7 separate regions of the Mus musculus genome follow, and regions 1, 3, 4, 5, 6 and 7 are each linked to region 2. The links are chromatin contacts, called in public Hi-C, HiChIP or PLAC-seq, Micro-C and promoter capture Hi-C maps. All regions are on one chromosome and are shown on one strand. Each heading gives the region's core, a stretch centred on a gene start, on an enhancer-like site or on the middle of the called end of the contact. The rest is flanking DNA. Distances are from core to core; before and after follow the strand shown.

Region 1 (3,431 bases), core at 432-2,931, 720 kb before region 2:
CTTTTGCTTTGATTTCAGGGTTTTAATTTTTGTTCCAGGTCATCAAAGACACTGTCTATATCACAAGTTTAAATTCTCTAGATAACATTAAAGAAAAGATTAATTTAGTTTTCTTTTATGTGCATGTTTGTCTACATACATGTATATCCACTATGTCCATGCAGCACCTATGGAGACCATAAGAGGGCATCTGTTTCCTTAGAACTGTAGTTACAGATAGTTGTGAGCCATGTGTAGATTTTATGAACCATACTCAGATTCTCTTTAGGAGCAACAAGTGTTTTTAGTTGATGAGCCAGCTCCTCCAGAGGAAACTTTAAATGATGCTCCAGTGAGACAGTCCCTCGAGTTAAGCAGCATTATGATGATAGAGGCTGACACAGAGTTCCTCTGTTCTGGAAGCCCAGTGGCAGTAAGAATGTCCTGTGGCTCTACTCAGATCCCATCAGCCTTGCTGTCTTCCTTGTGGCCCTGGGATCAGTTCCAGGCATCTGCATATTCAGTCTATTCATGAAGAGACTCCCAAGGTGAGTATCTCATCTAGAGCAGAACTTGAGCCCCACTGCAGTGGAGAGCCTTCACTAGGCTAGCACTCCCAAGAATGGTTTTATCGGTCACTGACAATCAAGAAGTTTTTGAGTTAAAACAGTCTTCCCTGCTCCCAACACCCAGTGTGTCTCCCATGCCCCTCAGACTCCTAGATGTTTCACATTGGAATATATGTGGTTCTTCTACTTCCTGCTTAGAAAAGGCCTCTGAGAAAGGATGTAAGTCAAGTGTTGGCTTGGATGCTGAGTGTCTGGAGAAGTAATGTCTGGCTGTAGGGATGAACTGCTGGAATCCTCAGAGGTCAGCAGTGTTTTCTTCTTTGTCTCACCATAATTTCTGTCACACAGTGTGAGGGTGCAGCCTGATTAATGACTCACTCCTTTCTCATCTCTTCACCTGGCCTGGGCTTTGCCTAGTGAAGCCAGACCTGCGAGTAATAATGACCTTAACAAGTGACTAGGTGCTGCATGGGGGGGGGGGTGTTGATGTCTTGAAATCATCTGTGACTTCCACCAAGACTCCCAGAGCAATAAGAATTCTACTTTCTAGGGTTGAGGAGAAACTGCTTGCTGTGCAAGGGTGAGAACCAGAGCACAGATCTACAAAACCCACAGAAAAGGCAGATGTGTGTGAGAGCCTGTCTGCAGTCCCAGTACATGGAGGCTGGGGTATGGAATTCATAAAGCAAACTGGCTAGCCACACTATTTCAAACATCTGGCTCTCCAGTTAGTGAAAGACACTACTTCAATACTCTTCAAAGTCAACAGAGGAACCCCAGGTCTTCACACACACACACACACACACACACACACACACACACACACACGCCCATCAAATATGCAAAAACAAAGTTATCTGTATTTCATATGGCAGGTCCAGCAAGAAGATTCTTCGTTGCCCTTGTTCTTGAGGAATGATAACTTCTAATCCTCCCAGCCCAGAGATTCCAGTGTATAGAGAGGAACATGCATCTGGCCCTTGTGGGAAACTAAGGAACCCAGCACTGTAACCCATGCTCCTGGCTCTTCCAGGATCTTCTCCTCCATCCTGGCTACAAGGTGCCCCTCACTGTTGTGGTCTGGAAGGGAGTGAAGCCCTGTGCACACTTAACTTATTCTTCATGCATTCCAGGAAGAGGGAACCAGAGCTAAAAGACTGTAGGCAAGAGACTGCCAGGCTTCCTTGTTCCCTTCCCAGCATTCAAACCAGCCATTAATGAACGCCAAAGCCATTTCTGGGAAGTGTGTGTGTGTGTGTGTGTGTGTGTGTGTGTGTGTGTGTGTTGGCAGGGGTGTGGGGGTGGTGCACATCTTTTCTAAATATCCTTAAGATGGAGCAGTTAATTCCAGTTTTCTGTTTGCCAGATAGTTGTTCTTCTTTTTCCTCATTTTCCAGAGCCTCTTTCTGCCAGTGGGCATGGTGATCAGCCCTGTTGGCCTGTCATTCATTATTTTTTAAAATTACACTCAACATGTTATCATAGCAGCACTTTGCACAAACAGAAAATCAAGTTTACTGTCCCTTTCTGGAGCCCTCTGTCACTATCATTTTGCTCTCTCCCCTTACTTGCATTTAAAGTAATCAACGGCACACAGTCCAAATAAGAATATTTTCAAGCTATTGTCAGATCCTAGTGACAAATCGATTACTCGCGGTTGCTTCCCAGGAAACTGCCTGTGGATATAGAATGCAATGGCATCCACAGCAGATTTGTAACCGAGGAAGAGTCTCGGGAATGTGGATGGCAAATTGCAGGGAGTGAGGTAGGCCATCAGGAGCTGGGAGGCAGCAGGGAGACTCGCTGACATGCAGGGACAGTGTTGTTTGCTTAGAAGACGAGCCACAATTCCGTTCTGCTTTGAACTCTTTCAAAAGAGCTGGCTTCCAGACAAAGGGAAATGCAATACAGCTAGGGTTGTCTGTTTTCATAAACTTTCAACTTGCTTTTGTTGCCAGTCCTGTTTTTAAAACCCGCCTTAGAAAAACATAAAGCATGCTTAATATTCTGCTCGGAACAATCTGATATTCATTGCGATATGTCTTGGGTCCCTATTGATTTTGAAGACACTGCACACAAATGCTTGACATTCGGGAGGGCAAAGTGAAGGATTAAAATGGAATGCCTCCTGCCTGCAATCGTCTTTGAAGAGGAGAGAATGTTCAAGTAAGCAGAATTCGCATAGTCAGAATAAAACATGACGAGAACATTTGCGGAAGGAGATGGAACGTGACTGGGGGAAATGTGAACAACACGGAAAGAATAACATTGGCCTGACTCTTTTCATCTTTTGTGAAGTGTTTTATACATTGATGCATGGTCAGTGGCCTTCAGATATAATTTTCTCCTACCGTGTGTATGTGTGTGTGTGTGTGTGTGTGTGTGTGTGTGTGTGTTGTCTCTCAAGGATGTCCATGTCTAGAGTAAGAGGATATTTGTGAATGTGGGTAAAAATGTGTACAAATTGCCAGTGACCATGCAAATATAGGCAGCTCAGCAGGGGTCTTAACTGACACAGAAGACTGTTGAAACCATAATGGCTTGTAGGCAAGAGGGCATAATTACTAGGTTGTTCTATGCTTATGGAGTGCTGACAGTCTGAGTCACTGGAAACCCAGAAGACTTGAACCTGCCTGAAATACTTCAGATGACAGAAGACAAAGGCACTTGGGCAGGACCAAACTCAAGGGTGTAAATACAGCAGCAATGGAAGGAACTTGTAGCTGGTGGCATCTGCTGCCACTTTAAACACTCTTCCTTCTTTGAGTCCCATGCTGGCCCATCTGAGAAAGGAATGTTTGGGAGACATTGCAGGTGGAATGAAACCAGAGAGGAGGAGAAGACTGGGCAGGAGCCTGGGGAAATGGAGGGGGAAGGGCTTGA
Region 2 (3,772 bases), core at 908-3,407:
ACAGGAGCGCTTTGGAAGGGAAGACCAGGGTCTTGGGCTGGACCTCCTTTGGAGGATCTAGGGCCGAACCGCCAAGACTAAAGCCAGCTTGTCAAAAACTGATCTCCAGCTCCCCAAGTCCCCAAAGCAAAGCAAGGGTCCCAACGCGTCCTCTCATACCCTACTTTCCGCCATTCCTCAATTGCTGGGTACTTACAACATTGTCTCCTCCAAATCCCCCCCCCCCCCGCAAAGCCTCGCCTGATGGAAAATGTCTTGAAATTAAATCTGGCTAGGTGTGCTAATATCGTCAAGACAGCAGATGCTGAGGAGGTACGACCTCATCACCCGACCCAAGTTATTTCCCAGGAGCGAATTGTTCATTTAAAGTGAGACCACGGAGCTGTGGCTCGGACAGGGCATAGAGGGTAAAACAGGGCCTTAGAAGCACCGGGGTTTAAAACCCTTTCTTTGAAGAAAGAACGTTGTTTGCTTTTAGGAAACAGCTTCGTACCGATCTTCACCTTACTCCCTACTAGAAAGCTGGAAATGAGAGGTATGAAGTATAAATGGAAATTGTTATCGAGGCGTGGAGGATAACCGAAGGAAAAGTTGTTTGGAAAATTGCTAGTTATATTTCAAGACGAAACGTTAACTTTTTTGTAAAAGTGAACTCTCGGTGACCCTCAGAGTGTGTGACTCGGCTTTAACATACAACTGACAATTAAAACAAACACGAGTTCACAAACTAACCCCCGCCCGATCTCGAAACGCAGAGGCCCTAGAGTCTCCAAAGCACTAGGTTGACTCCGCTCAGGGGGCAGGATTAAAGCCACTAGGACCACTACTCCCCGCCCCCAATGCTGCAGTAAAGGACCTGAGCTCACCCAGAGGCCGCTAATAAAGCTAATAACGCGACCCTGCTCCCCGCGCGGGGTGCGCTCTGGCCCCCCGCCAGGCACTCTTAAAGGCACAGGGGCCGGGAACGCTCGGGTTACTCGACCTGGAGAGCCGGGAACTGGGCCCTGATCGGAGGTTGGGGGTGGGGTGTGCGTTGCTCTAGGGTAGGTGGCCCCTAGTTTCCTTAGTCTCGCAGCCGTTTCTCCTAACACAGTCCTCATCCGGCCTCAGAGCTTCAGCCACACAATCTCCGCGTGCCGGTGAAATGAGCGTTTGATATATACTTGATGAATCGAATCATTATCCAGTCACTGAAATACACGTAGTAAAACTACACTCCAGTTCTCGAGGTAAAAAGGCGCGCCGCCTGTGACCCGAACTGTCTTTCCTGCCCTCGCTCTTCTCCATAGTTGAAAAGGTTTGAAGAATAGCCGGTGCAAAAAGTCTCCAAGGACGCAGAGGCAGTGTCCCCAGGGTAAGGGACGAAAAGATAGGAGTCCCTGCCGGCGATATTGGAGTTTAGCTTTCTCCAGGCAGTTAGAGAAATGGAGAGGATAGGGATAGATTGAAAGAGTTCAGTTAACTTTGAAAAGGGGGGGAAAAAGTAGGGAGCGTCCGTGCGCACAGAACACTTACCTTCATGGCGAGGGGGAGGGGGCACGGAGAGGAAGTCGCCACCCGAGCGAAGGCGGCCGAGGAATTCAAGCGAAGCGTCGGGGTTAAGCCTTGGGGGACAATCCAAAGCAGGGCTGCGGAGTCCTCCTGGGCGCGTCGGGTGGGCGCAGCGACCCGGAGCGGAAGCGAGCACTGGCGCCCGGACTCGGGCAGAGGAGTTGGTATAGCGTGGAAATGTGCCCAGGAACCGAGAGGGCGCCGGCGCGCGCGGGCGAGCAGCAAGCGCAGGGCCGAGCGGGGACACAGTGCAGGAGCCGCGGGTCCGACGAGGGCGCGCAGGCGACTGTTCCGCGGCGAGGCGCTCCCTCTCTAACGTCCATCAGCGACGGCGGTAATTAGGGCTTTCCAACCCCAAATGTGGGCGTGATTGTGCAAAAGACTTTACAACAAATAATAAAAAAAATTCTTCACAAGAAGGTGAAAAAAAATGCCCCACTACTCAACTGTGGCCCGAGGCGGGGAAGGAGGGGGGGCAATCCCTGTGCCCAAGATGCCCCCAGTTCATTCACACCACGAATTCTGCAGACTCCAGGCGGCTCACGCCTCCTGATTGTCAGCTCCTCCTCTCTGGGTCTGTGGCCGAAACGTCTGCTTCCAGGGACTGCTCCTGCAGCTGAGTTAGCTAGTGAACCTCTGTGTACACACAGACACACACCCAAACACACACACATACACACACACAAACGCACACACACGCAGACACAGAGACACGCGCTCACACACACACACAGACACACACACACACACACAGAGCAGCAGCAGCGGCGGCGGCTATGGGACCACAGAACAATCAGGCACGCATGGTTTTTTCTCCGGGAGATGCCGCTGAAATCGCACAAGTCGCCATCAGAGCTGCAAGAGTCAGCGCCAAATTTTGTCCTTTCATTTTAGAGTCTGGCAAAAACCAGGCGCAAAGAAAATGGGTTCAAGGCAGCCCTGAACTTTCTGCCGCTTGGTGGCTTGAGCGGTTGATGGACAGCTAGCCTGTGGGGGAACGTTGGCTTCCCCCTTCTGGTCCCCTTCTTTCTTTCTTCCTTTCTTCGGGTTAACCTTCTTCTTTCCACCCCCCCGCCTTTCCAGAGAGAACAGAGCGAGAGGACGGAGGGCGCAGAGCTCCGCGGTGGCGACTCAACTCCAGAGGTCCATGGCGGCCGAGGCTGCCCACCTCCTCGGTCGCGGCCGGGGTCCGAGGGGCGGTCGTGGGGCCCGGCGGAGGCCGCGGAAGGAGATGGCAATGCAGCGGCCGCACAATCCGGACTCCGGACGGCGGAGGCGGTGCCTCGGAGCCTGCAGCAACTTTCCAAGCGATGCGGTGCCCCACAGACTGACTGGCCCAGCGAGGGGACCGCGTGCCCCCCACCCCCGGCCCTCCTGACCAGCTCCCTCACTTTCGCCCTCCCTCTCTCCAGACTCCTCTTTCCCTTGGTGTTCTCAGCGAAAAAAAAATATTTTTAAAGTTGCAGAACCAAACACGGCTGGAGAGGCAAAGGGGGGTGGGGGGGGGAGAGAAAAAAAAAGTCAACTTTGCCTATGCGCATGCGTGATGAGGCTGTCCTATGACAAACTTCTCAGGATTTTAAAGCTGTACTACGGGACAGGGTGCCTGGAGGCGGGGTACGCTCCCCCTTGGGCCCCCTCCTCAAGGCTCCCCATCCCCCAGGCATCTGTATAACGAGGTTCATTTCACTGCTGTTGCCTGCCTGCCTCCTGATCGGCTCAGCTTCTTCCAAAGCCGTCGACCCGTTTGGGGGTCTGAACCTCAACTTTCCGATCCGGACCCCTTGGCTCAACTGTCCCCAACTGCATTTACTGGCACCTCTACAGAAAGGACCTCACTGACATGGATCCTGGTTGGGTTGGGATGTCTCCTTGCGCCCTGGGCTTAAAGCCCGGGCTTGGAGGGTAGAGTGGGCTCGTGCATCTTGCAAAGTCCCTGGTGTCAGAGGTTTGCTAGACAGGACTGTTCCTCACCCCAACGTGGCCAGGCAAGAGTAGAGGTCATGCTGCCGATATGGATCTAGGTGGTGGCTCTCAGGGTGAGAAGACTGTGAAGTTTAGGTGAACCGGGGATCCAGACTCCAGAACTTCTAGACACCTCTAGATAGCTGAAATTGTTAGGACTTCGATTGGATAGAGTGGATGGATAAGCACCACCCTATCCTCCGGTATGCCACAGGTGGCATGCTCAAACAATGTCTCATGGGTTAGTGCAATTCTT
Region 3 (3,827 bases), core at 1,267-3,766, 760 kb before region 2:
TTTTCAAACATAAAGTTGGAACCCTTGAGCCTCAGGATTTGATGTTACTGTAGAGGAGTGAACGATGTCCTAGTTCAGAACCTGCATGGCTTGAGGAGGAACCACATGGCTCTACTTGGCTTGGCTGAGAAGCGAATTCACCCCACCTCCTAATCGTATGTCACGGCACGGGTTTTCCATTCAGGAATTTCCAATTATTTTTTAATAGTGAGTTCAAGTCTAACACTTTGGACACAGTTTGTAGTAGTTGCCCATTAATCATGCTCAAATTGACTAGGTGACAGTGGCAGTGAGTGTCCCAATGTTCTGGGTTCCTGAATGAAAGTCACATACACTCAGCCTTATGTTTTAATATGCCTTAAACAGCTCAATGGCTGGACCACTCCCAAACCTCCACGTGGCTAATACCTCCCCTCTGATATTCCTGAGTTATTACTTACTAATTCTATATTCCATCCTTGTTGCTGTAGACTCAGTTGGCGGGGGTGTGGGGGAGGGTGGGGCCTGGGGCTGCTCATTCCTGGCTCTTACATGTTGGCTGTCTCTCTGTCCTTTACTTCTCAGGTGTAGCAGCTAATCCTTTCCCAGCTTGGTGGCTAACCCTCTTCTTGCTCCTTCCTCAGTCCTTTCCCTGGAAATCCTAAAGGTTCTGCCTCCGTCTCCCTGCCCAGCTGTAGGCCATCAACAACTTTATTTACCAATCAAAACCAACTGGGGGCAGGATCCCTCAGCATCTACATGTAAACCTGCAGATTCCTGTGTAACTTGGGGGACCAAATTAACATTAATAGCATTATGAAAGAAAACACCTCCTTTCTCAAAAGTCCAAAGGACTGTTTAATTTGGTTGTATTTAAGGAACACTTCGAGTTTAAGATCAAGTATCAACATGCCTCATGAAACAATGAAAAAATAATTAAGTCCCCTGACCACAGGAGAGAATGGCTAAAATGTTAGTGACAAATGAGATGCAATACAAAGATGTCCTTAATGAAATAGGCAGTGTCTCCCATTCTCTTTCTGTGATCTGCAATGTCCCATTAGCATGTGACCAAGGGGGAATCCCCAGACTTTACTCTTCAAGTCCTGCTCCCTGGCAGAGTCTAGGCACTAGTGGTGCTGCCACCAACAGTTCTGCTAGGGTGCTGGGTCTCATACCCAAGGACTGAAGAAAAGCATAGTTAATGTGAGCAAAGGCTCCACTATTGGGCATGGAGGCCTTCTAGGCCTTTCTCTGTGTTTCATTACAGTGACAGCATCCCAGGCAGTGTTGACACAGGCATATTGCTCGGATGGTGAATGCACCCAGAACTCAGTCTTGACATTTGCTTTGCACCAAGGTGGGGTGGGGGAGGTGGGGTCACTGTCTTTTCAATTAAAAACCAATTCATTCTTCCAGTGTTTGCGAATGTAAATCTCTTCACCAGCCTGCAAGGCTGGCTGTAGCAGGGGATGGGTTTATCATTTCAGCCACTTAGCAGTAGGAATGAGGACCTTAAAAGAAAGGCTCAGGTCTGGGGAGATAAGAGGACTGGAGGCACAGAAGCAGTAGAAGTAACCCAGGTGTACAGGCCAGGCTTGTGGGCCCAGGAGCAGAAGGTTGCTACCACTGCCCACTGCCTGATGATGTGATCATGCTCTGATCAAAAGCTTTGGGGCTAACAGGTGGCTGTGGTATTGAAAAAAAAATTCCTTCATATGCTTAAGTTGCTTTGGTTGTTGAAAGAACATAAGAGTAGCCAAGGTTACATTGGGCAATGTGCATTCTTCATGAGCGTTAATAGAATTTGTCCTGCCAAGCCTTTTCACTCTGTTCTAGTGGCCCATTAAACATCTACACAGGTCCAAATGAACCTGGAGGGCTTATTGAAGTTTCTCTTGGCAATAGAACAGATGGGAAATCACTCAGTCCTGAGCTCCGACATTGTTCCAACAGGAGTCCCATACAGCCTGCAAGTCACCGAGGGGGAGTACCTTACGTGCGACCTCTCATGCATCACCTCACATCTCTTTTGTTGTTTTACAGCTTATGAAACCAGAGCAATTGTTTGATTGAACATTATTGATCCTCATTATTAACTGGATGTTGCAACAACCATCCTCTTGGGGTTAGGTGGTGTTGCCCTACAGAAGGCACATCTACATCTGCAGTAGACAGTCTTTAAGTGCCTAGTTCACCCCACTGGTGTAGCATTTGGTCTCCTAGCTTTGGCATTCCACTTATGTTTTCTCTTGCTCTTTGACGGTAGTCTCATGTGGCAGGGTATACCCCTTCGGAAGGGGTAGAGCCCCAGTAGCAGTAATGCCCTCACTGTAACACTTTCTGCAAGACAGACAGCATTCCCTCTTTCAAGCCTCTGGCAGAGGAGAAAGCATCTTAGCCATTTTGTTAGAGCTGGTTCCTTTCTGCTCCCAGCTGCAGGCTCTCTCTTTAAAGCATCTGCTTAAGCCTTTCTCCTCCTTGCAGGGCTCCTATTACCCCAGGCACAAGAACAGCTCCTGCTGTCCACACAGGCATTCCTGCCTGCCTGCCACGCCCAGCTGTATGCATATGCCTTTGCCTTATTTCTCAATAGCCACATTGCTCTCCCCAGAGCATTGTCTGTCAATGGCAATGTCTGAATGTTTAACCTTGGTTAAGCCCAAGCTCGCTCCACAAGGGTAAGATCAGGACTGGCTTCTGAGGTGTGCTACTATGCTGCTTACTGCACAGACTCCCAGGCCACCAAGCTCAGAAAAGACCCTGAGTCTGGCTGGCTGGCCTACCCCTTTCACCTTGAAATCATTGCACCAGACTCTGCCAATCACCTTGCCAGTTCTTGTCTGGGTCATGCCTGCTCCTGCTAGATCTCCAACATAGCCATGTGCTTGGGTGACATTGTGGAAATGAAGGCTACAGTGACAAAAGGTGATCTTATCAGCGCATAAAGTGCCAAATGCTTAATATCACATCATATTCTCATGGCCACTGAATCCTCCATCTCATTCTTCTCATGATGTTTGACAAAGGAAGCCAGGACTGAATTAAAGTGATACACACACTAGAATGAAAGGAAAAGAAATAGATGTAAACCTCAGGATGGACACACACACACACACACACACACACACAGAGTCTCTTCTAAAGAGCAATATTTAGAAAGCACAAATATGGTAATTGTACTGAAACCACAAGATTGGAGAAAATGCCCTTCAAATGATAAAGGAATTTAAACCAGTGACTGGGGTTCTTTAAATCCATCCTAAATTCCCCAAATTTAGAATTAATTGAGTGGGATTAATCCACTCTTTCCCATGTTCATCTAGGACCAAGGAACACAGGTGCAATAAAATATCCAATTGGATTTGTCTATCTTACAGCTGGGGAAGTCTCCTCCCCCCTCACACCTTCACCTTTCCCCCAGAAAGCATGACTATGGGACTCCTGTGAAGGCTGTAAGCATTCATGCTTATATGCAGTGTGCCAGTAAGTTTTCTGTCATTTGTCTTAGTTGAACACCTTTTCCTATGCTTTTCCCATGTCCACCCAAAAAATGATGCCACGATTGTGAGGTTGGCAGGTTTTGCAGGCTGTGTTGGCATAAGCTGCTAATAAATTAGGTGCACAGAAGTGTGATGCCGGGGCATTTCCCCCTGGAGTTCATAGGCCTTCCAGAACATTCATGACTCATCACAGCTTGTACAGCAGTTTATGCTCTAATAAATCAGAGACGCTTTGCTGAGATGGGATGGATCATCATGAATCTTTCTGTTGGCATTTTCCTTCTACAGGCACAAATAATGGAGCAAAACTGCCCCATCTGGATGTGCTGTAAGAGAACGCACAGC
Region 4 (3,628 bases), core at 542-3,041, 1.0 Mb after region 2:
CTCAATGATATGCTTGCCTCATTCTTCTGGGATTAAAGGCATATACTACCTTAACTGGGCCTAAGCTTTTCATGGCCGCTATGCCTCAAGATCTGGATCAAAAGTATGTGTCATCCCAAGTCAAGATCTGAGTCAGAAACCCGTGTCTTCTAGCCTCATGATCTGGATCACAGGTGTGCCCTCCATTTCTGAACTGTAGTTCATTCCAGAAGTTGACAACTAGGAATAGCCACCACACCTGTATAGCCTAGGCTGGCCTCACACTATGGAGGACCCCCAGCCTCTGTCTCCTAAGTGGCAGCAGCTGTGGTTACAGAAGTGTACCAGACATCAACTGTTTCTCTGACACTCACTTTGGTACAGGATTCCAACGGTGTGTGTGGCATGATGGGGAATTGCCCAGTCTTTGAGGATTTCTGTTGCATAGGACTAGACTATCCTCCAAGCCCAGCTACCACCATCTTCAGGATGCTTAAATGGGCCTGTCTGCATAAGATAGCACTCCCTGATAGCAGGACTGGATAGGGAGGTTCGTGGGACTCCCTCCTGAGCATCCCTCTCAGCCAACCAAATCCAATACTGCTGTAATGACACGTGGGCTCTGGGAACTCAAGGGGAGCAGATGCCCAGCTATCACATCCAGCCGTGAGCTTGAGCTTGTCGCCAGCCTTGCTAAGTGCAGACTTTACATTTACTTTCGGATTGCCCAAACTCCTGAAAACCCTCCTGCATGCTCCGGAAGTGACCCTAATAATGTCTCTACTATTGGGATCCTAGGAGGAGGGAGGTAGACATTGCCTTCTTTTATTATTATTATTATTACTAATAATAATAATAATTTATTTATTTGGTTCTTTTGAGACAGGGTTTCTCTGTATAGCTCTGGCTGTCCTGGAACTCACTTTTAGACCAGGCTGGCCTCGAACTCAGAAATCTGCCTGCCTCTGCTTCCTGAGTGCTGGGATTAGAGGTGTGCGCCACCACGCCCGGCTGACATTGCCTTCTTACACTTTACCCTCAGCAGCTTCTTTATGGAAGTGACATTTGTTTATTTTTATGTGGGGATTAGTGGGGGTGGGGATGGGGGTAGGGATGGTGGTGTCTTGGAACTCACTCTGAAACAGGCTGCCGAGGGTGCGCCCTCCCCGACTCCAGTCTGACACCAGGATTGATATAGCTGCAGGAGGCTTAGCCCCCTGACGTGAGTACTGGGATTCTCTGGAAGAGCAACAAGTGGAATTTTGGGCTGAGTCTAAAAGCGTCAGCTGGGGTTATACACATATTCACATTAGATATAAGATCTGTAGTATAATTGTTAAGTGGTCAGTGACCCAGGCAAGTCCTTTTGCCTCTTCGTGCCTCAGAGATAGCACTGCTAACGACGGATATACGAGTTTGGTCCACACTGTGACTGTTGCTGCAGTATTTAAAGAACTTCAGCCTGTAAGGTGTGGGAAGCACGAAGAGACAGAGACATATACTCTGTGTCCTAGGCGTCACAAGTCCTTCAACTAAATAAACCTCTCCTCCAAATATAAAAGAGAATGGTTACATCTGTTGTTTCTGCCTATTTGGAAACCTCCATTAGAGCCAAGGCGGCTCCCCAAGGTTGGCGGTGATCACGAAGAAACCGCAGACGCCCCCGGAGAGGGATCTAGAGTCCGGGGAGGCCGGCATCAACGAACGGACCCGCCAGCATGTCCCACTGTGATTGGCTCGGCTGGCCCCCGGCAACCAATCAGCATAGCGTTTGTTGAGCAGCGGCAGCAAGCTGGGTACACAAGTGACCTGAGCGAGCTGCGGGTGGGCGGCGGGGCCATGAACCTGGGGTAAGCCGGCGGGGACTCGCTGGGCTGTAACTTTCAGCCGGCGCGTGGCGGCGGGCGGGGTTCCGGGTCCAGCGCGGACCGTGGTGTTGGAGCGCCCCGGAGGGGAGATGGCGCCCCAGAGGGCGAGATGCTCGGGGAGCTACGGCTGCCCCGTACTGAGCTGGAGCATCCTCAGCTGGGGCTGGACCGAGTCTGGGGTGCGGTCTTCATCTTCAGAAGTTCATCGTTTTAGGAAAACCAGCCACCAGACCTAGACGTAACCGCGCATCCAGAAGCTGAATGTTAGGTTCTCTTCTGGGAGTTTAGAAATCAATGAGGCAGCCTGCCCCGTAAGCTTGCGGGGCGGTAGTATAGAGACTTAGCAACTTCAGATTCATTCAAGAGGTTGCCTTCTAACGTACCCATGAGCTGTTTGTAGTCCTGCAACGGGGTGGCCTCTGACAACCTATATCTCCCAGATTGTTTCCTTTTACAAACGCAGGCACTTTGATTCTCGCTACCAAAGCAACTCTGAGTTTAAAGTTGCTAGTCAACCTGCTCGCCCTTAATTTCTTGGTTTGGTATTTTCTCTTTGACGTTGTCGTCATTACTGTTCATAGACACATAACGCCCACCCCGTTCCCACCCCACCCCCGTAAGACTGTGTAATACTGTGTGTAGAATCCCATCAGAATTTTGTTGACTTTAATAGACAACGTAAGTTTTGCTGGTAGTGTTTACCGTTTCTTTATGGTGGCGCTTTTGACATGTAAAGTGTCATATTAGCCAAAGTTTATTGTTTATTTATTAAGATAGTAATAGAGTCACTAAAGCAATCGTGTAGTATATGAAATAGTCCAAGTTGTGTGGAATTCTGTATTTAAGCAGCCGTCACATTGGTGACCATTTTAGCCATCTTTCAGTCGCGTCTATTCCTCCTTGGAATCTGTCAGTCATGAAATTGTTAAAAACAAAACAAAACAAAAAACGCATAAATAGCTTATCTATGTCTTGTACCTGGCTAAGGAGTTCTGGTAGCAGCATGGGACTTTTGGTATAGAGCTGCAGGTTAAAGGATGCTGCAATAACTGGGTTGCTTTATTTCTTACCAGTAACAAAAACCAGGTTTCAGGTTAAACATGACACATGCTGGCCTCACTGAAAAGTTGTAAGAAAGTCTTTTGTATTTTTTTCCCTCTTAGGTTAAAAAAAATGTGTATGTATGAACACATATATACACATACTTTTTAAATACTTATTTTAATTTTATGTGAATGGGTATCGTGCCTGCATGTAAGTCTGTGGGCCACTTGTGCTGGTGCCCTTGGTGACCCGAGGGGCCTTTACAGACACTTGTTAACTGCAATGTTGGTTCTGCTTGCCAAGAATAGACAGTGCTCCTCACTGCTGAGCTGTCTCTCCAGCCTTGAAAACAATATTTTAAAATTTAAAGACTACTTTGAGGGAGGTTCAGGCAGGTGAATCAGGAATTCAAAGCCAGCCTGGTCAACCAGCCTGGTCTACATACATAGTGAGTTTGAGGGCAGCTTGGGCTATGTGAATTAAAAGAAACAACCAACCAAAACCCCTGCTTTGATGGTCATGTGATTCCTGTATACATTCAAAGGTATAGGTTTACTTTCAAGGTTCATATAAATATCCCTGGCTGCTATTTAGTGAAAGTTGTTAAATTAAACTTGTCAAAACAATTTTCTTTTATATTGCAGAGATGGTTTAAAGCTTGAAACTGAATTACTGGATGGAAAAACCAAGTTAATACTGTCCCCATATGGTATGCTGTGTTTTTGGACGTCGAAAAT
Region 5 (3,508 bases), core at 801-3,300, 620 kb after region 2:
AGGCTGTCTGAGGGAAGAAGGGTTAGTTTTCTTTAAGGGTGCGGCCTCCGCTAGGTCAACAACACATCAGTGGATGGCCACACATCAAGGAATAGATGGGCAACACAAAATGCACTGGGCTAATGAAAACCATAAAAGACATAAAGTTGACTGTAGTGGGAAGATGGGGGATTCTGGGAGGAATGGGGGGAGCTGTGGAGAGAGAGTATATAGTCAGAATTCATTAAATTCTAAAAAATAATTAGAAAAATATGTTTAAAGGTTTATTTTATTGAAAATGAAAACAGGGCTTTGCAAGCCTGAACTAGTCATGCCCTACTGTTTAAAAAAATAAATAAAAATAAAAACTTCACAATAAATAAGACTCAGAACTCAGAGTGGGACGCAGGATCCATGCTGACTACGGGGAGACATATCTGAAGGCCAGATAACACCTGTATAGTGAATCACTCCTGCCTCACGCTACCAAGTAGAGCACTGAACCTTTGCAAACACACAGCGGGCTTCTCCAACACCCAGAGCTGACTCTGCTCTTCTTAGATGCAAGTCTCTGCACACTTACCCAAATAAGTACTGAGAGAAAAGCCACTTGACCCGTGAGCTAGTAAAACTTGAGTAGAGAGCACCAAACCAGTGCTCAGTGAACACTGGTGTGACTCAGGGGAGCACTCATCCAAATCCTTCCTGCCAACCTGCTAGCTGTAGGCTTAGGAGCCAGTTGCTTATTTTCTCGAAACCACAGCTATATCAACTGGAATGGGATCATGGGATCTATTGCCAGGCTTACAGAGACTGACTAATTTCTATACGTGGGAGGAGAGTTTGCTGCTAGCATAGGGAACCCTTGGCTTAGCGATGTTTCTGTTTTATTACTCTTGTTTATTATCCATAAAAAGGCAGGAACATGTTTGCTTGCTTGTTTGCTGGACATTTATTTTACTTGCATCCGTCACTGGGGATCAAAGCAGGGTGTCACACAAGTGCTGTACCAAAAAGCCACACCCTGGGAGGTCATACAAGCCTAGAAACCTGTGCAATCTTCCTGTGAATGCAACACCCTGGGAGAAGCAATGCCTTTAATGAAGATCTTAAACTGTCCCAAAGATGAATGAAATAAACCTGTATAGCATCTGGAGTCAAAAACAGACAAACCAACAAAACAAAACAAAACAAAACAAAACAAAACCTGATTCAGTTCATGAGAGTTATTGGGCTATGGTTGAACCAGGTTTGGATACCTATACACTATAGATCCAAATGAATTTGATCAAGTGTTAAGAGTCCTCTTAGGGGAATCTGAACCTACCTGCAGGGCAGCATCACAAAAAAGAGCCAGTCATGGGGACAAGGTACAACATTCTATGTTAGTAAGAGAAGCCATCATCTGTCCTGAGTCACAGCTAAATGTAGGTATATCCTTCTGAGGCAGGGGAGCCACTGGGTCATCTTAATGAAGCTCATCAGTGCTGCTACTTGCTTCGTTTCACCTGTTTGAAATAGCCTTCAGGTATAAATCATACTCAAGAGGAATGGCCCATAGGCCTCTGCTGGCCACATGGCTGCAAAATTGAAGGTCCATGCTCCAACATAAATTCTATATTGTGGAGAGAACAAGCCTCTGGCTTCTTAATCTTCTGCAGTTGACAAGGTCATAAGATCAAATGGAGTTTCTGAGATTTTTATTAAAGCTTATACATCATTCAGGAATATTCATTTGGTAAAATCTGGTGCAATGGATAATTTCTTCTGTTCTAGCAAAAAGTTGATTGTTTTCCCTTCTTTTGTGTATATGTATGGACATGTATGCATATGAGAGGGGGTGGGTGGGTGTCTGTGAACACATCTGTGAGGATGCTCATGCAATGTATACCTACTCAGAGGCCAGAGATCCATATCTGGCACCTTTCTCAATTCATTTTGCTACTCCGGTGCCTTGCCTGGCTCGCAGAAGGATGTACCCATGTTCTGCTGTGACTCAGGGCAGGGGCTGGCTTCTCTTACTAATTTCATGTTTTGAGACAGTTTCCTCACTGACTCCGGAGCTCACCAGCTGCCTCCGCATGTCCAGTGCTGGGATTTTAGGCTTGCACCACCAAGCCTGGATTCATGTGCTGGTACTGAGCTGAAGCTCTGAACTCCGGTTCCTGGGCTTAGCTAGAACATCTGTATGTTCTATATATGGCAAGCTCATTATTAGCCAATGCATCTTCCCATCCCAGAAAACTGTCCTTGTCCATTATCAGATTTACTATGCTAAGCAAGTGAGGGAAGCCCAGGCCCTCTGCAATCTGAGCTGTTAGGTTGGCGTGAAGCTTTATATCCCATCTCAGGAATCACCAGTGCTCCAACATTGGTTTATTTTCTGAATTAAAAGCAAAGCAAAGAAGCAAAAACCGAATCTTTTCTCTTCCCTGGCTTCTGGGAATTTTGAAACTGTTGTAGCCGCCTTCCTCAGACAGGCAAGGAGAAGCTGCCTGAAACTGGCTCTCATGGAGAAGGACGAGACAAAAACCAGACTGACACAAAAAGGCATGTGCTGATCCTTCTTGAGGCCCTGGATCAAGGGGTGCCTGGAGCCGTAGTCTGTTTTGGTTTGGTTTTTATTGCTTTATTAGTTTTATTGGTTTACTTTGTTTTCCAGTTTAAAATGCCAATAAACTTCCTTTTGATTTCAGCAACTCTGAATTAGATTCCCATTGGCTTAAAAGTTCTAACAACAACAACAACAAAAATGTTTTGCAAAGAGCTAACAAGTATTGCCATTCACATAATTCATTTTCTTCCTACTTAAATTGGATAAAGTTTATCAATGAACTCAATAAAGTGAAAGCTTTGGGCAACATGCTCATATTGTGTCAGATATACTGAAGTCAGGTTAAGAATACATTCTTTCAAAGGCATTAGCATTAAATAGGGAAAATGAAAGCGTGGCTTTTGAGCTGTCCTCACAGGCTGCTCTCCAGCAGAGGGGAAAGGAGTGGAGAAAGCCTCTTTGGCCATAGAATCAGCAAAGGGGCTCCACGAGAAAGGAATTTCTCAGAGAAGTGCACACAGTTTCCCACATACAGATGTGGGGCGTACCTGCCAGATCAAATCAGGGCCAATTTTAAACCATGGAGATTCCTGCAAAAAGATAGATCGTCAGTGACATCATTCTCTTCTCTTCCTTTTACTCAGCAGACTTTAGCCCAGGATCAACTAGGTGCTGGAAGGTGTGTCTGGAGAGGGCCATCCCCTATCGGGATACAGGTCCCTTCTCCAGGACCTGCAGAGACTTCCACACAGATCAGCAAGTCTGTAGGGCACACAGAGTTCCCAGAGAGCAGTGGGTTGAAGCTCACACAAAGCTTGAGAGAAGCAGGATTCTGCAGACCCTTGCAGGAAGCCCCGTTGCAGAGCTGATGCAAATGTTGTGGAAACAAATGGAGTTCAGAACTTCACCCTCAGTTTCCCTAAGGAACAAGGGACAAGTATGGAATATCTTGTCAGCTCTAATTTATGTCATCTT
Region 6 (3,431 bases), core at 766-3,265, 680 kb after region 2:
GAGAGAAGGATAAGGAAAGAGTAAAAGACAAATACAACATCAGAAAGACAAACAGAGAGACAGACAGGTAGGTAGATATCAGAAAATAAGTGAGTGGCTTTCCCTCCTAAATTTCAGCTTGCTTACCAATAAAACAAGCTCCTCTTCCAATGGGTCATTTGCCCTAAGCATGGCACCATGACCAAAAATTTTTGTCTGCTATCAATGTAACTACAAATTACACACACAGTGTGTGTGTGTGTGTGTGTGTGTGTGTGTGTGTGTGTGTGAAGTACATGCATCTGTATGTGTGCTTGTGTGCATGTGTGTGTGTGTGTGTGTGTGTGGTGGTGGTGCATGCATACACATAGTTGCCAAAGAATAACCTCCAGTGTCTTCCCTCAGGCACTTTCCACTTTGTCTTTGAGACGAGGTTTCTCATTGGCCAGGAACTTCACTGTATCAGCTGACCAGCAGCCCCCTGAGATCCCACTGTGCCTTCCTTCCCTGCCCTGGGATTAAGAGGGCACACCACCATGCCAGCTTTTTACATGATCTGGGAGACAGAACTCAGGTTCTCACATTTGTAAGGCATGCATTTTACTGACTAAGTCATCCATCTCTCTGTTCCTTTGCCCAAAATAAAGCTTTTGACAAGCAATTTTTGCTTAGAATGAGATGTGACAGGAGTAATTAGTGTCACAAGTAATCATTTATAGTAATTTATTTAATACCTGTAGCTCTACCAGCTAGCTCTTCAATAATAACAACAACAACAACAGATCTTTCCTCCAGATACTGAATTGAGGCTCACAATCCTTATATTCAAAATAAATGAGTAGGTAAAGATTCCAAGAGAGAAAGTTTAGAAAAGGACCGGAAGCAGACTCATCGCGGACCTTACTCATCCACACATGCGATGCCGCCCCAATTCCTAGGCCGAGGTTCTCAATCATCCATGTGTAAGGAAGTCATCTAGAATTTGTTAAAGTAGACATTGCTGGGTCTGAGATGTTAGGTTGGAAACTAACTCCAAAATGATGCTGATACTGCTATCCAAAGCCCAGCATGGCCCTGCGTAGAGTGCCTTCTGTCAAACCCACAAGGAGAAGGTTTGTGCGGGCACTGATCTCTTTTATTTACTTCCAGCAGGGAAGTGATTGATGGCCAATGATGCCTGCTAGATTGTAACCACATGATTTGCAAATCCGGCCCTAGATATTTACTGTGTGAATCATCCTGCAACCAGCCATAACTTCCAGGAATTCGTGGACACGAAACCACACTCTTCGGAAAGCCTCCCCTAAAAGGAAAGCTTAAAGGATACCCAAGGGGTATGAAGTGAAGGATTTGAAGATCAATTCAACAATTACCTCATAGTGACAATCTCCAAAGACTGTGTGTGATATACCAGAAACTGACTAGAAAGAGGCCTGAAAACTCATGAAAAGGACAGACAGCCCAGGCAAACAGAAGAAAGCATAGGGCTGGTTTTGTTTGTTTTGTTTTTGGAACAAAAAGATTTATACCTCTTCATAAGGCATACATGCTTGTACTTCCTTATATGTTATGTTACAATTGAAGATGGACGGGGGGGGGCGGGGGGCAAAAAATTTTCTGCTAAGATTGGTCTGCTGTAAAGTACAAATTAAGAAATCAATCATACAGAAAATCAATTATACAGAAAAGTTTGCATTCATGATTCAACACTGATTGGCAACATATCCTGAGCATGTTTAGATAAAATATACCTTCAAGGATGCCCATAAGTGCACAGCTATGGGGCCAATAACTCCTTGTAAGTACACGTTGACGAGTGTCATAACAGATAAACAGTACTGGACAAAGAAGTAAAAGCAGGCCATTGCCCTGGAGGAGCAGCCCTGAGGTGCACTGTAATAATGCAAAGGCTTCCCCAATGCAAACATACCAGGAGATTCTAGAGAAGGTAATATCTCATGGAAGACTGTAGCTATGCCAAAAAGCATGCTGCACTGGGAAGGCAAAACAAGGCTGATGCTGTAAAGTGGGAGGAAGCACGGTCGTGGGAGACACACCCTCTGACTCACTGCAGACCTTGGCCTTATGCCTCACATTCAACAGACACTAAATAAATAAACCTTCAAACACACAAGCGGAAAATAGAACAGTGGAGAGAAGAGGTGGCTGACAAAGGACACAGAACAAGGATGCAGGATGGACAGGTTTATGGCCAGAAAGCTGACATTAATAAAATTAGAGGGTATTTGGGACTTATGATAAGTTATTTTCTGTTCTCTCTCTCTCTGTCTCTCTCTGTCTCTCTCTGTCTCTCTCTCTCTCTCTCTCTCTCTCTCTCTCACACACACACACACACATGCATGCACATACACATGCACATGCACACACACACATACATACATACACATTCACATACACACACAACCTACATGAGATGATAGCTCTGTTAATTACTTTTGCACACAATGACCAAATACCGGACAGAAGCGACTAGAAGCAGGAGGGACTTATTTTGTCTCATGGTTTCAGAGTGTGCTGTCCATTGTGGTCAGTGTGGTAAAGAAAAATGGTTTAAATCATAGCAGACCAGGAAGCGCCATGGCAGCAGTGAAGTGCAGCTCCCTGTCCGCAGTACTTGCATAGTGCTGCCCACACTCAAGGAGAACGATGATCCCTCAGCAGTCCTCTCTGGACACACAGGCACAAGTGCGCCTCTCCTGTCTCCTAGGTAATCCAAAATCAGTCAAATTGGCAATGAAAATTACCCATCACAACAGGCATGTCAACTTTTCCCACTGTAATTGCCACATGACTGCCTATGTGTGGCCTATAACATCCTATTGCAAACTCCAAATATACAAAACAAGATATATTTTAACAATTAAAAGTAAATGCATAAACTGCTTAAAAGTTTTACCATATACAAAAAGCACATGCCTTTGCATGTCTGTTTACCCCACGTTGGGTAAATACTTGTGTCTGCCTCTAGATATTTGATGTTTGCCTCCATGGAGCAGTCTTTAAGGGTCTGCACTGTTCACCAGTGAACCCACGGTGCCTGCAGCATTATCCTGTGATGGAAATGCTCAACACCACCACTGGGTTAGCAAACTGTCCCATGAGGCCACATGGTGCTGCCAGAGGCCTCACACAAACTTGCACAAAAAGAAGAGGTGGTAATCACATATTTGAATGAGATTCCTCTTATAATTTTCCCCAAAGCAGGCACTATGACAGAGTGGGAGGACCTCCAGGGGAGGGATTTTCTGGGCTGCCTTCCAGGTAATGCTGATACAATGCCCTCTGCTGGGAATGACTGCCAGAAACCAGGAAGCTGAACTATGCATGTTTAATAGAAGGCCTTGTGCTTCCTATCAGTAGGAATGGCCATGAACACCTTAGGAGAGGATGAAGAAAGTCCAGCTGAAACCCAAGCAAAGCAAACCTAAAGT
Region 7 (3,927 bases), core at 324-2,823, 880 kb after region 2:
GCGAGCCACACCCTTCTCTAGATAGCTCAACAGTAAGTGCATCTCTTCTAAAGAAGACTGCGATTCTGAAGGAAAGGTAGATCATTCCAACCTGCCGTCCCAGCAGCCAGCCCATGCCCGCTTCGCTCTTTATACAGATTGATTTCATGTTTAAGCCAACGACCTCGGCATCCACAGCTACAACTAGTGACGGACAGGAAAGACAGGAGGAGAACACAGGTTGAACATACTTGCTTCTAAGCCCATTGTCGAGGAGTTGGCTTCCCGCTTCTCTGCTTCTCACAGCTGGAGTCCTACCTGGTGGAAACCAATGGTTAAGTAAAACCACTGATTTAAAGAGCCAACCAGGAAACTAACCAAGACAAGTGGGAGCAGCCCTCCTCTCCCGAGCATTGATTGGCTCTTGGGGTTCCACCGGTCCCATTCTATACACATAAGTGGCAGGTGCGGCTGTCAGTCACGAAGAGAACTGACAATTCACCGCTCTGGGAGTAAATTGTCTTTCATCCAGCAAAGGCAGGTAGCCGCCTAAAATCGATCTTCTCCTAAGGGAGCGGACCCTCCCTCTGGCAAGGAGGAGAAAGACCCCTAACTACAAAATAAATTATGTAGGGCTAAACAGGGGAGAGTTTGTGGGTACTATTTGATTTTCACACACCGAAAGAGCCCTTATTCTTCACTGTCCTAAAAATGATCTTTCAAAGGCTCATACAGGAATAATAATAATAATAATTTTTAAAGGTACCTCCTTGTAAGTACCCCTTGTGTAATTAGGAGGTGGGGAGAGAATCGGTAGGAATGCTGTTTAATTTCACATCGTATCCTTTTTCATACACCACCTCCTACCCCTCCCCAGTAAATCATCTTCATTTTCCCAGGCATGAATTTTTCTTTTTATAACCTGCATCCCTTCCCCGCCCCCCTTTCCCCTGGAGCCCACCCAGACAGCCAGGCTCACAACCCCTGAGGCTGGGGGGTCCTGTCTTCTCCACTTTATTCAGCTTCCGATTCTGAGAGACCCCCACCCTCGTGAACATCCCACCCCTCCCGGCAAGGTAGTCAGCAAAGGGGGCGGGGGGTCGTCTGCAGAAAAGAAAGGAGAGGACAGTGAGGGTGGCTACGGGAGAGAGACTGCGGGAGGTGGCCCGGGGCGGGCGCCTGAGGAACTGTGCACTTGTTCCAATCCGGGGGTTTAGAGAGAGAGGCAAATCCGCCCTTAGGCCGCCCCATCCCTTCCCCCGCCTGAAATAGCCCCGAGGAAGGCGGCTGCGTCTCCCCTCAGCTCCCCCGATAACGCATTGCAGCTGCCCACGAGCGCCGGGGACCCGCACGAGGGAGCCGGGGCCCCCAGCGTCGGCGTCTCACCTTAGCGATGCTCGCCCCGGCGCGGTCCCACATGGATTTTTACAACCTCGCGTGGCTGCGGCGTCGGGCGGCCGGGAGGAGCTGGAGCGATCAGGAGCGCGAGACGGTGGAGCGCGGGCAGCGCGGGGAGGTGGTGGGGAGGTGGAGGGGAGCGCGGCCAGCGCCGAGCGCCGGGGCCGGGCCGGGCGGGGCCGAGGGGGCGGCGCCCGCCGCAGTCCCGACACGCGCGCTCACGGCCGCTCGCCCAGGCCCTGACTCACATTCCCAGCATTCCCGAGGAGCCTGGAGGGGCCGCGGCTGGGACCTGGGCACCTCCGCGGGGGGCAGCAGAGAGTCGAGTGCGCGCCCGCTCCGCAGCGCCTCCTGGCATCCTCCTGCCCGAAGCACCTGACCTCCCAATCCTCCCCCAGAAGCCCCTCCAAAAGCTGCCAGACACTTCTGGGGAACAAAAACAGCCCTTGCCTTTTAAGTTAACCTAGAGAACTGGGGTGAGGGTTCCTATGCCCTAGGACCATCCATTCCTTTGCAGGTCCATAGAAGGATGACTCCACAACACATCTACTTTATTGCCACCTCCTTGTCCCCCAAGGAAAAGCGAGATAGAAAAGTGAAAAGGAGAGCAATTCAGGCTCCTGTTCATCAGATGCATTAGGTGTCTCGTCTGGTTCCCTTTTAAATTAGAAAGATGGGCCCTGAGTTCACGCAAGCACACACCGCTCCAGGTAAAGTGCATGAGAAAGTGTGCAAGGTTTTCACGGGCAAAAGCTTCCGCTCAACAAGAAGTCTTGAACCCCTGCTGCTGCCACTTGGCACCAGGGAGGGAAATGGAAACGACAGAGGTAAGTAGTCAATTCCAGAACAGCAGCGATTTCCTTTATGCCCTGATGAGTGTGCTTCCAGCAACTTCAGTGGCCACATAAGAGTGGCTCCTGCTGGGAAGCTCACACATAAAGCGATCCTGATCCAGCAGTGGGGTGAGCAGAGGGAAGAACAGTGACTGGGGACAATCCTTCCTCCCACCCTGAAAAGGAGGACCTCATATGCTAACTGCTCAGAGAACAGGAGGATGCCTTCCTTTGGCAGCCTAAGTGTTTTTGCCTTTAATAGCCATACCATTTAAGGTTTTCCATGGCCTCCGGGTGCTCATACTCTTCTTTCCATCCCCAACAAATAGTGCCCATTCCCCTAACCCTGGTACTTGAAGGACAAAACCAAACTATATCTATTGTGTTCTGTCCCACATGGATCCTTGGCAACCTGGTGTGTTACATGTGAGAACCCTTTTGAGATTCTTGACATACCTCATGCTGAGTAGTTTCTGAAATGTGACTGTGCTAATTTGCTTCTCTGTTGCTGTGATAAAAACAATGACCAGAACCAATTTGGGAAAGGGTCGGCTTACATTTCCACTGCACAGCCCATCCTCAAGCAAAGCCAGGGCAGGAGTGCAAGGCAGGAACCTGGAGGCAGGAGCTGAAGCTGAGGCCATGGAGGAGCACTGCTTACTGGCTTACTCTCCTGGCTTGCTCAGTTTGCTCTCTTACTTAACCCAGCCAAGACCATGAGTACAGGGGTGGTACTGTGGGCTGGGTCCTCCCACATCAGTCATCAATCAGAAAACCGCTGCCACAAAGCCAATCAGATAGAAGCCAGTCCTCAGCTGAGGTTCCCTCTTCCCAGGTGACTCGAGTTCATGCCAAGGTGACAATACTAACAGCACAGTGACAGCATGCTTTAAGTGTGTGTGCACCCACACAGGCACACAATGTGCAGATATCTGTGCACATTACACTTACATTTTCTCAATCACTCTCACAAAAACTGTAAAATGGGTAATATCTTTCAGAAAATCCAGGTGACATATCCAAGATGGCACATTTATAGATTTTTTTTTAAATACAATGTTGAACAGTCACTATTGATGGCCTTCATTCTCTCTATTCCATTGACCTGTAAGTTCTAAATAAGAATCCTTGAGTGTTTAAAAGGTAACATTATATGTATGTAGGCCGAAGAATAGTTTTCACACACACGCACAAAGACTCATGGTTTCTAACAGATTTTATTTTTTAAAGTAGGTCCTTGATTTAGGAAAAAAATGGAAAAAAATAGTCATTTTATGTAGAAAACAAAGGACTGAGATTTTAGAGTTCTTAGACATGTCATCTTCATCCTTTTGGGGACTTAGTTTCCCATCTGAAGATTTTAAAAGCTAAACTAAATGAACTCAAAGATGTCATCCAGCTAACCTTTTGTAATTTAATGCTAAATATATGTATGTACATATGTACACAGACACACTACCCCATCATGCCAAGTGCTAACAAGCAGCCCTTACCCAACTGGACAGAAAATTACAATACAATCTTGTCGATACCAAAGACACAGCTCTCACTTCACAGAGAATAAGTAACAGTTTATTCTGAACTATGAGTGGCCATGGCCTAGAAACACAAATTTAGGTTATACCAAACTCCAGCTCCAATGCAGTAACACTTTAATAACGTTTTTTATGGATACAGAACAAAAAAAAGTTACAAGTCAAAAGACTTTTCAAAAAGC

The links. Promoter capture Hi-C pulls out the DNA fragments that hold promoters and counts their contacts. Hi-C and Micro-C count contacts between places; a contact is called where the count stands out from the background. HiChIP or PLAC-seq counts read pairs in DNA pulled down with a chosen protein or histone mark.
Region 1: a promoter capture Hi-C map of the 3T3-L1 cell line shows a contact between it and region 2, with 6 times the contacts expected there. The contact joins the enhancer-like site here to the promoter of Wnt5a in region 2. A contact is called at or near these places in 5 of 39 promoter capture datasets (the 3T3-L1 cell line, frontonasal cranial neural crest, hippocampal neurons and 2 more), 1 of 484 Hi-C or Micro-C datasets (uterus) and 2 of 115 datasets of contacts at active chromatin or transcription factors (embryonic forebrain and embryonic midbrain).
Region 3: a contact with region 2 is called in a promoter capture Hi-C map of the 3T3-L1 cell line, with 8 times the contacts expected there. The contact joins the enhancer-like site here to the promoter of Wnt5a in region 2. A contact is called at or near these places in 5 of 39 promoter capture datasets (the 3T3-L1 cell line, hippocampal neurons, maxillary cranial neural crest and 2 more), 3 of 115 datasets of contacts at active chromatin or transcription factors (VIP interneurons, embryonic forebrain and embryonic midbrain) and 1 of 9 other capture datasets (embryonic stem cells).
Region 4: a promoter capture Hi-C map of embryonic stem cells shows a contact between it and region 2, with 3 times the contacts expected there. The contact joins the promoter of Ccdc66 here to the promoter of Wnt5a in region 2. A contact is called at or near these places in 2 of 39 promoter capture datasets (embryonic stem cells and hippocampal neurons) and 3 of 115 datasets of contacts at active chromatin or transcription factors (astrocytes, embryonic stem cells and stem cell-derived neural progenitor cells).
Region 5: a contact with region 2 is called in a Hi-C map of uterus, with 4 times the contacts expected there. The contact joins the enhancer-like site here to the promoter of Wnt5a in region 2. A contact is called at or near these places in 15 of 39 promoter capture datasets (the 3T3-L1 cell line, 3T3-L1-derived adipocytes, cranial neural crest and 9 more), 17 of 484 Hi-C or Micro-C datasets (the N1E-115 cell line, Sertoli cells, cerebral cortex and 5 more), 14 of 115 datasets of contacts at active chromatin or transcription factors (VIP interneurons, craniofacial prominence, embryonic basal ganglia and 9 more) and 1 of 9 other capture datasets (embryonic stem cells).
Region 6: an H3K27ac HiChIP or PLAC-seq map of embryonic fibroblasts shows a contact between it and region 2, with 20 times the contacts expected there. The contact joins the enhancer-like site here to the promoter of Wnt5a in region 2. A contact is called at or near these places in 16 of 39 promoter capture datasets (the 3T3-L1 cell line, cranial neural crest, embryonic stem cells and 8 more), 1 of 15 datasets of contacts at CTCF or cohesin (the NIH/3T3 cell line), 54 of 484 Hi-C or Micro-C datasets (the C2C12 cell line, LSK cells, the MC3T3-E1 cell line and 33 more), 20 of 115 datasets of contacts at active chromatin or transcription factors (the NIH/3T3 cell line, astrocytes, a colorectal cancer cell line and 15 more) and 5 of 9 other capture datasets (adipose tissue, embryonic stem cells, embryonic tail and 2 more).
Region 7: a contact with region 2 is called in a Micro-C map of embryonic stem cells, with 2.4 times the contacts expected there. The contact joins the promoter of Erc2 here to the promoter of Wnt5a in region 2. A contact is called at or near these places in 1 of 39 promoter capture datasets (embryonic stem cells), 2 of 484 Hi-C or Micro-C datasets (both in embryonic stem cells), 3 of 115 datasets of contacts at active chromatin or transcription factors (cardiomyocytes and embryonic stem cells) and 1 of 9 other capture datasets (embryonic stem cells).

What each region holds. Positions count from the first base shown.
Region 1 is chr14:29,228,446-29,231,876 of GRCm38.p6, reverse strand. All of the region lies in intron 11 of Cacna2d3 (calcium channel, voltage-dependent, alpha2/delta subunit 3), which reads left to right. Among named protein-coding and RNA genes, the nearest start is that of Lrtm1, 210 kb to the right of the region's middle. Within about 2 kb of position 1,681, at least 23 of the 459 cell types and tissues checked have an H3K27ac peak or open chromatin away from gene starts, as enhancers often do.
Region 2 is chr14:28,503,858-28,507,629 of GRCm38.p6, reverse strand. It overlaps Wnt5a (wingless-type MMTV integration site family, member 5A), which reads right to left and starts at 2,157. Exons shown (of 5, transcript NM_009524.4): 1 at 1,516-2,157. The coding sequence starts at 1,521.
Region 3 is chr14:29,268,715-29,272,541 of GRCm38.p6, reverse strand. The region is part of intron 11 of Cacna2d3 (calcium channel, voltage-dependent, alpha2/delta subunit 3); the gene reads left to right. Among named protein-coding and RNA genes, the nearest start is that of Lrtm1, 250 kb to the right of the region's middle. Within about 2 kb of position 2,516, at least 15 of the 459 cell types and tissues checked have an H3K27ac peak or open chromatin away from gene starts, as enhancers often do.
Region 4 is chr14:27,506,623-27,510,250 of GRCm38.p6, reverse strand. Ccdc66 (coiled-coil domain containing 66) reads left to right here and starts at 1,791. Exons shown (of 18, transcript NM_177111.3): 1 at 1,791-1,829; 2 at 3,536-3,600. The coding sequence starts at 1,819.
Region 5 is chr14:27,879,418-27,882,925 of GRCm38.p6, reverse strand. The region is part of intron 5 of Erc2 (ELKS/RAB6-interacting/CAST family member 2); the gene reads right to left. Gm34996 (a long non-coding RNA gene) reads right to left here. Exons shown (of 2, transcript XR_383314.3): 2 at 1-3,452. Among named protein-coding and RNA genes, the nearest start is that of Gm34996, 4.5 kb to the right of the region's middle. Within about 2 kb of position 2,050, at least 3 of the 459 cell types and tissues checked have an H3K27ac peak or open chromatin away from gene starts, as enhancers often do. A contact at or near this core is called in VIP interneurons and uterus, where this site is marked.
Region 6 is chr14:27,821,840-27,825,270 of GRCm38.p6, reverse strand. All of the region lies in intron 4 of Erc2 (ELKS/RAB6-interacting/CAST family member 2), which reads right to left. Among named protein-coding and RNA genes, the nearest start is that of Gm45645, 17 kb to the left of the region's middle. Within about 2 kb of position 2,015, at least 55 of the 459 cell types and tissues checked have an H3K27ac peak or open chromatin away from gene starts, as enhancers often do. A contact at or near this core is called in the NIH/3T3 cell line, the STO cell line, a colorectal cancer cell line and 4 more, where this site is marked.
Region 7 is chr14:27,620,053-27,623,979 of GRCm38.p6, reverse strand. It overlaps Erc2 (ELKS/RAB6-interacting/CAST family member 2), which reads right to left and starts at 1,573. Exons shown (of 20, transcript NM_001347497.1): 1 at 1,366-1,573.